2 separate regions of the Mus musculus genome follow, and region 2 is linked to region 1. A link is a contact called in public Hi-C data. All regions are on one chromosome and are shown on one strand. The core of a region is the stretch at or near the end of the contact, and the rest is flanking DNA. Distances in the headings are between cores, read along the strand shown. Region 1 overlaps Pde4d (phosphodiesterase 4D, cAMP specific). Region 2 overlaps Pde4d (phosphodiesterase 4D, cAMP specific).

Region 1 (7,399 bases), core at 1,919-4,418:
TCCTGCTGTGTACAATGGAATCTTGGAGTTGTTTTGATTTGCATTTCCCTGATGGCAAAATATGTTGAACATTTATTTAAGTACTCCTTGGCCCTTTGAGATTTCCTCTGATGGAAATTCCCTGTTGAGTTCTGTACCCCATTTTTAATTGGATTTTTGGTGTGATGATGTTTAGTTTCTTGAGCTCTTTATATATTTTGGAAATTAGCCCTTTGTCAGATGTGGATTTGGTGAAAATCTTTTCCCGTTCTGTAGGCTACCTCTTTGTCTGATAGATGGTGTCCTTTGCCTTACAGAAAGAAGCCTTTCAGTTTCATAAAGTCCCATGTATTAATTGATGCTCTTAGTATCTGTGTTATTTGCACTATTGGCACTTAGTATTGTGTTATTCCGGAAGTTGCTTCCTGTGCCAATGTGTTCCCGAATTTCTCTTCTATCAGCTTCAATGTATATGGTTTTATGTTGAGGTCTTTGATTCACTTGGACTTGAGTTTTATGCAGGGTGATAAGTATGGATCTATTTGTATTCTTCTACATGCCAACATCTAGTTAGACCAGCTCCATTTGTTGAAGATGCTTTCTTTTTGTTCTGTTGTATATTTCTGGCATCTTTATCAAAACTCAGGTGTCCAGAGGTGTGTGGATTTACATCTGTATTTTCAAGTCAATTACCTTGATAAATATGTCTGTTTTCTACTAATACCATGTGGTTTTTATTACTATAACTCTGTAGTAGAGCTTGAAATCAGGGATGGTGTTACCTTCATAAGTTTTTTTTTTTTTTTTTTTTTTTTTTTTTGTACAGGATTGTTTTAGCTACTCTGGGTTTTTTTTTGTTTTTTGTTTTTTGTTTTTTTTTTGTTTTTTTTTTTTTTGTTTGTTTGTTTTTCCGTATGAAGTTGAGAATTGTTCTCTCAAGGTCAGTATAATAATTGTATTGAAATTTTGATGGAAATTACATTGAATCTGTAGATTGCTTTAGATAAGATTGCTATTTTTACTGTGTTCATCTTACCCATCTATAAGCATGGGAGATCTTTCCATCTTCTGATATCTTCTTCAATGTCTTTCTTCAGGGACTTGAAATTCTTGTCATACAGATCTTTCATTTACATGGTTAGAGTTACCTCAAAATGCTTTATATTAGTTGTGGCTATTGTGAAGAGTGTTGTTTTCATGATTTCTTTTTCAGCCTGTTTATCATTTGTATTTAGGTGGGTTACTGAGTGTTTTGAGTTAATCTTGTATCCAGCCACTTTGCTGAAAGTGTTTATCAGCTGTGGGGGTTCCTTGGTAGAATTTTTGGTGTAACTTATATATACTATCATGTCATCTGCAAAAAATACTTCAACGTCTTCCTTGAGTTGTCTTATTGCTCTAGCTAGAACTTCAAGTTCTATATTGAATAGTTATGGAGAGACTGGACAACCTTGACTTGTTCCTCGTGTTAGTAGAATCGCTTAGTTTCTCTCCATTTATTTTGACATTTCACCCCTTTTAAAAAACTGAAATTTGAATGCAAGCAACCACCTTGTGAATTGTTCACATAAAATATTTTTAAATGTTTTACTTAGAGATATATGTCCTGTATGTATAAAGCATTGATTTTTAGTGGTGGTGGATAGATGGCTCACTGGGTCCTGTGGTTGCCACATTAGGGTGAGGGTGTGAGTTCAGATCCTCAGTGTCCATATAAAAGTCTGGGTGGAGCAGTACACAACTGTAATCCCAGTGTTGGAGGGAAGGAAATTTGTAGATCCCCTTATCTCACTGGCTAGCCTGGTTAACTGAATTAATGAGCTCCAGGCTCACTAAGGGATTCTGTCTCAAAAGGTAAGGTGGAAAGATCGAAGACGATACCTGATGTCAGCTTCTGACCTCTACATCCCTGTAGGCACCATGGACCCATGCAAGTGTTTATCCTCAGAAAGAAAAAGGAGAAGGTGAATAGATATTCAGAGATTTCAGATCAGGCACAGGAAACTCAGGTGTATAATATCATCAAATAACTCATTGTTCAATTTTTTTTTTCTAGAACAATTGAGAAGCTTGAGTTCTCTGAAGTCTCAGAATTTTTTTTTTTTCTTCTGCTTAGTGCTGTGCTAGGAAACAGTTTCCATAAGGGAGACTCCTGCAGCATTTAAGGTAATCTGGAAGGATTTTTACTTTGGAGTCAGTTAAGCACTTATTAGCATAAGATTAAAGATGGCAAAAACTAGAACTGATCTGCAGGTGATTTCAAATCTCGTGTTATACTGCAAATCTTCTTTTTTTTCCCCCCCACTAAGAAGAATCTGTTCAAGTGCTAGTTTTGGCAGGAAAAAAAAAAAAAAGCAAAGCAAGCTGAGAGGGTTGGGATGCAGAGGTCAGCATTTGCCTTAAGAAATAGCTGGATGTGATTTCCTTTATACTGAATGATGCCAAGATTGGACCTGTTTCAATGGCACGAATTGAATATTGTGTGGTTTGTCTAGCTTTTAAATTGAAGGGCATTTATGATTGCTACTATGGACTGCCTTTCCATGGAGGGTTCTGGGATGCCTGATGACTGGAGGGAGTCACATTCTCTGCCTTTGGAAACTTTCCTTTTATCATCTCAGGGAATGGCCACATCGCCTCCATAGATAAAAAGGCAGGCCAGGATGGACCCATTTCAAATATTACAATGCCAGAATATGAAAGGAGAATCTTCTCCAAGGGGGAAGCAGGTGTTGATACTAGAGACAAAGGGGCATGTTGCCAGCTTGAAAGCATAGCAGAATGTACTGAGGAGTGAGAAGTGGTAGGTTGCCCAGCAGAGCAAGCTGTCACTGTGGAAGGTCCTGCAAGGCTTGGGAGTGGCACCCCACAGGCTGGCAGGGCAAAGGCAAACAGTGCATCTGACAGTTGCTTGCATGTTAGGTACAAAGCATGCATCTGGCTTCTGAAGACCTGGCCTGGTGGCCACCGCAGCCTCCAAGATGATCAGCTCTGCAATGGTTGGAGCTCTGAGGATGCAGCTAATAGTGGGGGGATAGGATGAATTCCAGGGTTAAGTCCAGAATACAAAGTGACTAATACCCATCTACCCCTACAATATTTAACGATGCTTACTATATATCAAGGAATGCGCAGGATCTCTCACGCAGCTCCACGACTTCTGTTCTTATAGTCTACAACGCTGAAGCTATCACTTTCTTTACTTATTGTGGGAAACTGAGTCATGATTAGATTAAGAGTCTGAGCAGTGAGTTCAGTCTAGGCATTCTGTCTCAAAAGCCTGTGGTTAACCACCATGCTAACTCACCCACAATCATAAAAGGCAACAAAATCAGCAGCCTATTGGAAAAGGTGTGGTATCTCATCTCTCTTTGAGATATTAAGGACTATCATCTAATTTACCCTAGGGTTAGCTCTGCCTTTTGTAGAGGCAAGCACTGCTTGCATCCTACACTTAGAAGGACTAAATAATAGACATTATCTACTAGCGCCATGTCTGGCAATGATGTTGGTCCTCCTCTCACTCTTCCTTTCATTAAGAAATCCCTGTCTAGGGGATAGGATTGTTCCCTGGAAAAGAGCTTGGTCAAGCTTGAGAATAATGCTACAGACCATGGAGGGAGGTCCTAACCCACCTGGAGGCTTCATAGCACTTACCCATGACCAAGCAGGTTGTTCTAGTCTTTAGATTTATTGGGGGAAAAGGGCTGGTCAAGAGTATTTATATATTATAAATTCAGTCAATGACATCTGACATGTTAGAGATATAAACAAATGTTCCTTCAAGAGCAATAAGCGACCAACTCAAGAAGTATGTTTTGATAAACATGTTAATCATGTGTTGCTTTAAAATTATTTTCCTTCCATTAAATTTGCTAGCATGCAGGAGAACTAACCAATGAGTTTAAACTTTTAATTTCTATAATTATGCTTAAATCTTGGATTCTACTACACAGCATCTGCTAGTAGTCTGAAGAATTCTGTCCCCAGACAAGTCATGTCTAGTCTGCAGTGTCTTTCATACCAGAAACATCAACCCAACCACAGCTAAGAAATTCCACAATCATTTTTTTGACCAAATTCATAATTTTCTTTTTATTGATGTGTTACAGAATACTAATTTTAACAGCCTTACCGAGGGATAATTGCTGTATAAATATTATGTGTTTGCTGTATTCCATTTGATGAGTTTTGACATATGCCAGTCAACTATTTGATTTTTTTTTAGCTACAAACTACATTCAAAGCTGTAGCTATACATACTTGAAAATTTTAAGTACAAAAAATTTTTATGACTCAAGTAGTATGTGGTCACTTTAGAAAACTTTTGTCCTAGCAGTCATAGAAGTAACGACAAAGAACCCACCCATAACTTCAGAGCTAAATATAGTTAAATCACAGTTCACATTCATTCTATAATCTTCAGGGCTTTTTCGTTTGTTTGTTTGTTTGTTTGTTTGTTTTTATGACACTGGGGATCATCCTCGAAGCCTTGAACAGACTCCCCCGGGGCACCCTACCATAGAGCCACATCTCCAGCTCCATGGTGTTTTGAAACATATCTTACTCTACAACCCAGGCTACTTTGGATCTCTCTATGGAGCCCACACTGGCCTCAGATTTGTGGTCCTTTTGTCTCAGTCTCTGGAGCACCTAGAATACAGATATTCACTGCCATACCCAGATTGTTGTCTGTGTATTCTGCAGAAATGGGCTCTTGACTTTAAACCTACTGTCTTCACTCAGCCTTTCTATTATGAACATCTTAATTCTATGCATTTTTATCCTTCTTTGTAACAGTCTCTTCCTATTCTATGGCATCTTACTGCAATATTAACTTGGTAGTCCTCCACCTTCTGGTATTGTGTTGGTTCACTACATGTTTTTCCTTTTATGGGACCTGTGTCCCTTGTCATTTGTCATCTCTGCCTCCATCTGTGTGTTCTCCTGCCATGCTGATTCAAAGGGTCAGCATGTTTATCACGCTTCTGATATGCCTGCCAAAGACCTGTCCAGAAATATTGTCCCAATTATACTCCCACTGGCAGAAAACGAGCACCCTAACATTGGGTGTTATCATTTTAATATGTGACCCGACAGACAAAAGAAAGCAGCCTTTGATTTAATTTTTATCTATTTGCTTACTAGTGATACTGAAATTTTCATACATTTGACATTTTAATTTTGTACCTTTTTCTTAATTTTCCTGTGCATAACCTTCCCCCACCTCTCAGTTTCTTGGGACATTTTCATTTTTCTAACCGAATTTTAAGAGTTTTTCATGCTGTAATTGTGTAAGATGTTAGAGTGCTTTTGCCAATTGGTAAAAACATCCTCAACGGTTTCTTTTTAAGCTTTAGAAAATTTATGTGGCCAAGCAGTGATGGTGCATGTCTTTAATCCCAGAACTCGGGAGAGAGGCAGAAGCAGGTAGATCTCTGAGTTTGAGGCCAGCCTGGTCTACAGAGTGAATTCCAGGACAGCTAGGGCTACATGGAGAGAACCTATCTCATAAGGCCAAATAACGGTGGTAGTAGTACTACTAGTAGTAATAGTATGTGAATTATGTTTATATGTATAGGTATTGTTCTTGCATGTAGTATGTATACCATGTTTTTTTTCCTGTTACTAACAGAATAGAAAAGAGCACTGAAGTCCTGGAACTGGAGTGACAGATAGTTGTGAGCTATCATGTAAGTGTTAGAAACTAAACCCAGGTCCCCAGGCAAGAGCAACATGTGCATCAAATGCTTTTAACCAATGAGTCACCTTTCCAGCCCCGAACTCTCACAATTTTTGATAGAGTTTTCATGCAAAATTCATGATGTTCTTGTTTTTAATAGCTGAATAGTATTCCATCATATAAATGAGCCACATTTTTCTGTATCTATTCTTTGGTTCTAGTTTCTGACTATGACAAATAAGGCTGCTATGAACACAGTGGAGCATGTATCCTTATGGTATGGTGGAGCATCTTTTGGGTATATGCACAGTAGCCTTATAGCTGGGTCTTCAGGTAGAACTATTTCCAATTTTCTGAGGAATCACAAGATTACTTTCCAGGGTGGTTATATCGGTTTGCAATACCATCAGCAACAGAGGAGTGTTCCTCTTTCTCTATATCCTTACCAGCATGTGATTGAGGTTTTGATCTTAGACATGGTGAGTTGTATAAAGTAGAATCTCAGGGTCATTTTGATTTGCATTTCCCTATGACTAAAGATGCTGAACATTTCTTTAAGTGTTTCTCAGTCATTTAAGTTTCCTATGTTGAGAATTCTCTTCCTGTCTAAAAAAAAAAAAAAAAAAAAAAAAAAAAAAAAAAAAAAAAGACTAGGAAAAAAATGAAGCAAAGACTAAAGAAATGGCTGTGCACTGAATGGCCCAACTTGGGATCCAGTCTATGGGCAGACACCAAACCTGACCCTATTAGCAATTTTATGTTGTGCTTGCAGACAGGAGCTTATCATGACTGTCCTTGGAAAGGCTCTACCAGCAGCTGAGACAGATGCAGATACTTAGAGCCAACCATTGGGCTGAAGTCATGGATCCTATGGAAGAGTTAGGGGAAGGACTAAAGGAGCTGAAGGGGATAGCAACCCCATAGGAAGAACAACAGTGTTAACTAACCTGGACCTCTAGGAGCTCCTAGGGACTAAGCCACCAACCAAAGAGCATACACAAAATCAGGCTGGTCAGCAGCACATATGTAGCAGAGGACTCCCTTGTCTGTCCTCAGTGGGAGAGGATGAAACTAATCCTATAGAGACTTGATTTCCCAAAGAAGGGGTATGCCCAGTGTGTGTGGGTCTTCTCAGAGGCTAAGGGAAGAAGGAATGGGGTGAAGAACTCTGAGAGGGGGGCTAGGAAGGAGGCAACATTTGGGATGTAAATAAATAAAATTATTAATTTAAAAGAGTATCTGTGTTATTTTCTTAAAGTACTTCCATGGCTTCATTTACAAACTTTTACAAAAAACATTTACAAAAGTTTTGAAGACAGAGGAAATTTTATTTGAAATGATGTTAGGGAGACAATTTTGAGATTTTGTTTTGTTTTGATTATGATTGTCAAATTGGGCAAATACAATGATTGATTAACCTGTGATGAATATACTGATAAATTATTATTCCTACTAAATAGAAAATTCTCTCTCTCTCTCTCTCTCTCTCTCTCTCTCTCTCTCTCTCTCTCTCTCACACACACACACACACACACATCTATTTTTCTGATATATTCAATTTCATTTTCTTTTATCTGAATGCCAAGATCAGTTATTTTCTTACAGCACTTCCCTCCTGCATTATCTTGGTCTTCTGGAAATCATACAAGTGTGCTGGCATGTTTGTTTATACAGTGTCTTTATAAATAGGTGAGTAAGGAAAGGTAATACCGGAAGTCCAGTTGTGAGAGTAAATAG
Region 2 (7,399 bases), core at 3,229-5,728, 280 kb after region 1:
ACTGTGAACCAAAAGTATTGAAACCATTAACCAAAATAAATTCTTCTTTTCTAAAATTCCCTCCCTCCCCGGTATATGTTGGGGAGAGGCAACCGAAACCGCCTACCTTATTCCTTCTATTGTCTATAGCAGATATATTAATATATACCACTAACCAAGGTTGGATAGTTATTATTTTCTCTGTAAGACACAAAACCCTCATAAGCATTATCTCTTGGTGGGCCTTTATGACTTAAACACCAAAGTATCCATGGGAATTGGCACTTACAGATAAGCAACAGCTTCCCTGAAGATTAATGCCATTAGGGTGTTACAAAATTGGTTTTTGGTGACATTGAACCATAAACCAGGGTGACGCTCCCACAATGATGTAGATTTAATATCATCGTAAGCAAAAACACATATATTTAAGGCAACCATTTTAGCTCGTATTAATTGTACCAAATGGAATAGAAATTTTAATAGTATTTATTCTAATATATGTCTCCATGTTTTATACTGTTAAGAGCATTTCCTATATCGTGACAAAATATCTGATGCCAGTTTCTACTCAATAGTGAGAACCTGGGTAAGATCTGAAAGTTTCTGCAAAAAATTTTGAATATTTCTAACTAGACAACAGTTTGGTCTTGTGTAGCACAGTATCTGGTGGAAGAAATTTCTAACGTCAAACGGATTGTCACCAAACTTCAGCCCCTTAACAAATAAAATATGGAATATATACAAGGTAAATGTCTCTTTATATCTTTTTCTTGTCATCAAGGTAGGCATTGGCCCTTAAATCTTGCAGCATATTGTTTAATTCTGCATTCTGGGCTGGAAAAAAAATGGTGCTGGCTTCTTGTTAGCTGTAAATTGACATCTTTCTCCTCCTCAGAATTATTGACAAGAATGTTCTCCCTTGCTAATAACAGCACATTGAGTGATTGATGTTGTCATTAGGGAAGAACTTGAAATGTGTCAGCACTAGAGGTGGTGATGTGTACTCTTTAACTCATGGTCATGACACCAAATCACCACTAAGACCAGTTTGTTCACGAAAATAACACTATCCGTTTACCTGATTTTCTATTTTTTATACAGATGTAGATTATGGTCAATAATGATAATATTCAAAAATGTTCCATGTTAACCAGTTCACAAAGACTGCCCCAGACTGTGCCCTGTAAAATTCTAAGACCTGTGACCAATCAATCAATAGGGGAAAAATAACTTATCTGACAGAGCCAGAGGAAGCCAGTGAGTCAGCGGAACGTCTTACCTGTTTGTTGCTTCATACAGGTAGAGCCTCCCCACATTAGTGAAAAGAGTTTTTAAATGGAAGAGAGGGAGAGCTCAACTTTGAACAGTACATGGTTTTCTTTAACACAGAAGCAAACAGAGTAATCAATAAAATATATTTTTTTTTCTGAGAACTGAGCATTAAGCTTCTTTTAACTGGGAATGTTTGAGACTTCTGACAAGAGAACCAATAGTACATGGTATATTTCTGTAGTCACACAATGAAGAATTGGGGTGGATATGTAGTTACTGATCAACAGAGATATCCAGAGAGCATCCTCATTTTAAGAGTGTTCAGTCCTCCCTTTAAGACAGTCACTTAGTTTGCAAGCAAGATTCTTGGTTCACAAGCTTGATTCTCAATCACATTTTACTCGCAAACTTAGCAAAAATATAAAGCCCCAAGTCTTGTCCTGCTTTAAGGAGCCTATGCCTATATATTCTGAATTAACTTCAAGCTGATTATGACAGTACAAAGTTTGTAAATCCTGATCTAGGAATCGTCTCCCAACCTTGAAAATCTCCATAGTTGATGTTCCCTAGACAAGGCAAAGTTACTAAGTACTGATTAAAAAAAAAAAAAAAAAAGAATGATACTTAGGATTCTTCCATATCTGGAAAGAACCATCAATATTTCTAGCTTTTATTAAGCATTTGTCTTATTTAACTCATTACTGTAAATATAGTCTCATTTAAAAATAATCATAAGATACTGAAAAATAATGAGTACTATTCTGTACAGAGGAGACAGAAGATTTAGGTAGGGCTAAGTAGTAGGGAACAATCCATTAAAAACCAATAATCTGGGCTGGAGTGATGGATCAGTGGTTAAGAGTACTAGCTGGTCTTCCAGAGGTCCTGGGTTCAATTCCCAGAAACTACATGGTGGCTCACAACCATCTGAAATGGGACCCAATGCCCTCTTCTGGTGTGCCTGCAGACAACAACAATGCACTCTACTCATATACACTAAATAAGTCTTTTAAACAATCATCTATGGGAATTATGTCAAACTGAAAATTCTGCAAATAGGGAATATGGCAAATGGTTTCTGTGAACGTAAAAGAGTTCCTGGACTTTAATTTTACGCTATGAACAAATCAAAGTCTTTTAAACACAACGGAAGTTATAGATAAAAGAAAATGTTCCTCGGTCCCATGGAAGTAGCCAACTGGCAATGAGAAGCAGGTCAGATTGGAATCATTCTGATTAACCTGGAGAAAAGGATCATAAACCGTTTGACCGTTACCATCTGCAAAGGTAGGGGTTTTAGGTGGAGTCATGGTACTACAGTTTGGGGAAGGAAATGGATGGGAAACACTTCCTTGAAATGGTTCCTGATGTTAACAAGGCTAAGAATGGTAAGGAATAAAAACCCAATTATGCTCCAGAACATTTTATTATTTTCTTTCTGTTCACATTTGGGAAGATACTGGCTCAATTCTCCTCTAGGAAATAGAATATACTTTCATCATTGTCACACTTGTGTCTTCCAAGGGAGGTGTGCTTAGTCATGTACAGTTTACATTCTTCATGGGGGAAACAGTGCTTCAGAGACATTTGCCTCCTTCCTCTCGGGACCTCCTTTCTCAGAGTCTGTGCATGGTCCAAATGTGAGCAAAATGCCCAAGGCTAAGGACTGAAGGAAAGGGACATTTCCAATCATGAGTAGCCATTACAGCTGCTCCAGGGGTCTTGTGTCCTGTGTCCAGCATTAAACTATTGCCATTTCCAGAAGAAGATGTTTGTGTATTTCATGGGCTGTTCTTACTTGTGAGCAAAGGACATCTAACTTCACTATCTTCTCTACTGCCGTTTACCTCACAGCAGCTCTACCGAGCAGTCACTGTGTAGAGGTGGTTGGGTTTTCAACACGCTGAAGCTTCCTGATTCTAAATACTCTCGTACACATTCAACCATGTTATGACTTTCTGCAGGGAACAGAATGATTAAGCTGCCGATGAGTTACTGTGAGACCTAAGTATCTGACAACTAACGGGTAGTACCATGGTGACTTCTGCAGTGACAAATGGTAGAATGAGTCGTCAGGAGCTGGCATATGATCTTTCAGTGATACAACAATCTCAAAGAAAGTACGTGAAATGTCCTCACAGTGCTATGAAATTACCTTAACGTTTAAAAAATTTTTGATATTGAAGGAAAAATGCTAATTCTAGGAGATAGAAGTTGCACACGGACTGTAGCATCAAAGGTGACTGTTTCTGTGAAATGATGGCAACAGCAGGTTTTTAAATTCTTTGGTAATAGAGCTAGGGTCTATGAAATGTGGCAGGAAAGCAAAACTGCAGCCAAGCTCGGAAGCTAGCAGCCCCTAAAGATAACCAGACATCTGTGACCAGGCTTAAGTTTGGTCAGAGAGCTCAGCTGGACTTTCCTAATCATAAGACTGTTCATCTTGATTCCCAGCTACCTCTCCTCTCCAGGACCAAAACACTAGCTGGAGTATGTCCAGAAGGAAACAGTGAGCAATTTTCCTTCTGTAGGAAAGATTCACAGAATATTTAATCCTATGGCAGAGAAATAGACTAAATTAATCTAAAATATTAGATCTTCGTGCAGATCCATTTTTTGTAGCTACACACAGACACAACGTTCCTTGCAACTTTGACAGGTAGCATCCCTTTTCTTTGGAAGCCTGCATCCTGCGACTCATTTTCAACAAGCTCTGAGAACCAGCCAGAAATCATCAAATCCATTTCTGTGAGAGGAGAGGACTTAGTCAAGCGTCGAAGAGCAAACCTCAGGGCAGTGGGGAGCAGAGAGGGAGGGAGGCGCGGGCACAGGGAGGGGAAGGATCCAGAGAGCAGGTCTGACTCCTGACTGGCTGGAGTGCTTTTGGAGAAAGTCAGAGCTCCAGCTGGTCAGTCGGGAGCTGTCCAACTTTTCAGCAGCTCTGAGATCCAGGTTCAGGTGCCCGGACTCAAGAGAAGGCTACTGCTGCGAAGAGCAGATTCTATAGAGCTAGCTGCCAACAGTCCCTAATCTCAGCGGAGGAACGAAGAGAAAAGAGAGGGGAAAAAGAAACCGACCATCAGAGAAGCCTCGCCTGCCAATCTTGGTTACTTGGGAGCATCCAGCGCGCCTTTCTGCCTCTGCTACGGAGCAAGGATCCCTGTGGCGATCGCTCCCGCTAACAGAGCCCCCTCTCGGTGGCCAGGAGCCTCTGACCGCTACAAGTCGGAAGCTGAGCCCAGCCTCTGGCGCCTCGGCAAGCGGCGGCAGCAGGAGCCGGGAGGCGCTCAGGCTGGTGTGGTGGACCCGGCGGGGCAGCGGGGCACAGAGCCGGCCAGGATGGAGGCAGAGGGCAGCAGCGTGCCGGCCCGGGCGGTCAGCGAAGAGGGCAATGACAGCGCTGGCGGGGCCGCTCTCAAAGCCCCTAAGCATCTCTGGAGGCACGAGCAGCACCACCAGTACCCGCTCCGGCAGCCCCAGTTCCGCCTCTTGCACCCCCATCACCACCTGCCCCCGCCGCCGCCACCCTCGCCCCAGCCCCAGCTGCAGCCACCGCCACCGCCCCCACTGCCACCACCCCCGCCACCACCCGGAGCTACCCGTGGTCGCTACGCCTCAAGCGGGGCCAGCCGCGTCCGGCACCGCGGCTACTCGGACACCGAGCGCTACCTGTACTGCCGTGCCATGGACCGCACCTCCTACGCGGTGGAGACAGGTCACCGGCCGGGCCTGAAGAAATCTAGGATGTCCTGGCCCTCGTCTTTCCAGGGACTCAGACGGTGAGTAGAGAGCGCCCCTCCCCCACTCAGGGAAAGGGTCACCTCCCCTCTTCTCCCACTCTGTCTGTTAACCAGTCACCACCAATCTTGGAATCCAGGGTCAAATTCAAGAAACTCAGGGAGGGTGAGCAGGGGCGTGTCTGTCCTTGCCCTAGAAGATATAATGCAGGTGTGTAATAGACGTGAAAGTAAAGTATAATCGTTCAGTGGTGTGTGTGTGTGTATGTGTGTGTGTGTGTGTGATGTGTTTTACCGGTTTATTGGTTTATTTGAGCCATGCACCTCCCTCTCCCCGCTCCTCCATCCCACCCCAGCAGTAAGATGAAACCTAATTCAGTTTGTTTCTAGTAGAGGGAGGGAGGGTGAAGGCGCGAAAGCTGGGGGTGGGGGAGGCTGCAGTGCAACCTTGGAAACCACCCATAAATCTGTCCACTCACCCCAGAAAGGAGGGATCAGCCAGGCAGATCTGACCAGAGAGTGCACACACAGGGTGTGGAAGACAGTTTGCTCGCTGCTCGCTCGCAGGGTTGCAGCACATACAGCCTGAGCACAACTCTTGTCAAGTCCAGAAGTAAATTGAACAGCAAAGGGGAGAACAAACACGTGGGTGACTTGGAGAGTTTGGAGCAAAATGTTCAGCAATCCTTAGGAGAGAGCGAGAAGGAGGAGGGATGGAAGCGAGGATGTTGTGGGAGTTACTGTGTCCGTGTGTGTCCGTGTGTGTGTATGTATGTGTGTGTGCGTGCACGCGCGCATACAACCAGAATGTGATGGATCGGTGGTCCCTGAACCATCCTCGAAAGAAAGCGCCTCATTTTAGTAGCAAGCAAGAGATAGAGATGTGATTATAGTGATTTCCCCTTAACATAAAGTGCTCCGGAAGACAGGGTAGGGAAACTACATGTCAGCTCAGAGTTTTAATAGATGCTGCGGAAAGAGTAGTGTAAAGGACAATTACAGTGGTTGAGCAATCACCTCATTCTTAACTCAAGGGTGGAGGTGGGTTTTGGTCCTATTTGGCCCTAAGGCCGTGGATCCCTTCCCACACACACACACACACACACACACACACACACACACCAGGGAGGGAGGAGAGAGAGAGAGAGAGAGAGAGAGAGAGGAAGAGGAAGAGGGAGAGGTGAATTTTACATACATGCACACACAAGAGTCACACAAGGGTTCTAGGAATTTCTATTCCTTTCCACGTTTGTTGGCAAAGGGAACAGTCATCTAGTCTTAGATGGGGTGGCCATTGATACCTCTACATCAAGCCCCCACACTGGACCATGGGTCTTTGTACACCAGAGCTGGTTGTGTAAACAGAAAAAGATGGGGCTGGGATTATTTGTGTAGCTCTTACTGACAATAGGTTGGATTAATAGGGAAGTAATAATGATTTTTTTCAACCGTATGCTTGTGTGAGGCTGTGCACTTGTGAATATGTCTCCCCATGTACTGTATTCCCTATGAAACAAGACCATCTAGCCAATCAGCTTCCTAACCTTCACTTGCCAGCATTCTCTCAGCTGGCATATATCACTTGGCTGTTTTCCTTCCTTGCTTCCTTGGATACCTTGTTGATGACACTGTATCTGTTGGAGTCAAAAGATGAGAACCATAGCTAATCTCAATTTAGCTCATTTTAAGGTTAATGATGGATGTTGATTACAGAGCTTAATAAATCAATATGCAAGCTTCATCTCTGTAGCTCATAATGTTCAATCACACATGTAGTTTCATTCTTTAATTGAAGAGGTAAACATGCTCCCAGTGGCTGAGCATCAGGCCATATGGGCCCATGACAGCAGTGTAGAGGCAAGGATATTACTTGACCTATTAATACAAAAGATGCAGTAATGAGCCCTTAATAAATATTTAAGAAGAACTTTCTAGCTTAATATGTAGGTTGGTTACTTTTGTAAAATCTCCTGATTGACTACATGATTTTAATAAAATAGATTTGTTTGGGGAGAGTGGAGCTGAGAAAAATAAGCAACGTGGGATGGAAGCATCGCATCACTGATTTGAGTTTAATTTTAGCTATTCTCTATACATTGATGGATTGTTATATCGGAAATTCCTTAGTTGAATGGTTCAGATAAATCTAAGATGTATAACATTTATATGTTGTTCCTACTGTGGCTCATATGATATATTATTGCCATTTTACTTAGGGATTCATGACTTTAAATTCTTTATATCACTTGCTGCATATTTCACACACGTTCACACACTGAATGAATTCTTTCTTGAATAAAACTCATTTTGCAAATGAATGTGTTTCCAAGAGGTCATGGGTATTAGTTTCATTATTTAGAGAAAGTGATAACAATGCTTTCAAATTATTAAGGAAGTTTCCTGTCTAG

What was found. A called contact is a pair of places that touch in the nucleus more often than the background predicts.
Region 2: a Hi-C map of cerebellar granule neurons shows a contact between it and region 1, with 3 times the contacts expected there. The contact joins two enhancer-like sites. A contact is called at or near these places in 1 of 15 datasets of contacts at CTCF or cohesin (the NIH/3T3 cell line) and 5 of 484 Hi-C or Micro-C datasets (cerebellar granule neurons, cerebellum and cortical neurons).

Annotation. Positions count from the first base shown.
Region 1 is chr13:108,831,578-108,838,976 of GRCm38.p6, forward strand. All of the region lies in intron 1 of Pde4d (phosphodiesterase 4D, cAMP specific), which reads left to right. Among named protein-coding and RNA genes, the nearest start is that of Pde4d, 180 kb to the left of the region's middle. Within about 2 kb of position 3,169, at least 7 of the 459 cell types and tissues checked have an H3K27ac peak or open chromatin away from gene starts, as enhancers often do. A contact at or near this core is called in cerebellar granule neurons and cerebellum, where this site is marked.
Region 2 is chr13:109,112,048-109,119,446 of GRCm38.p6, forward strand. All of the region lies in intron 3 of Pde4d (phosphodiesterase 4D, cAMP specific), which reads left to right. Among named protein-coding and RNA genes, the nearest start is that of Mir582, 210 kb to the right of the region's middle. Within about 2 kb of position 4,479, at least 75 of the 459 cell types and tissues checked have an H3K27ac peak or open chromatin away from gene starts, as enhancers often do. A contact at or near this core is called in cerebellar granule neurons and cerebellum, where this site is marked.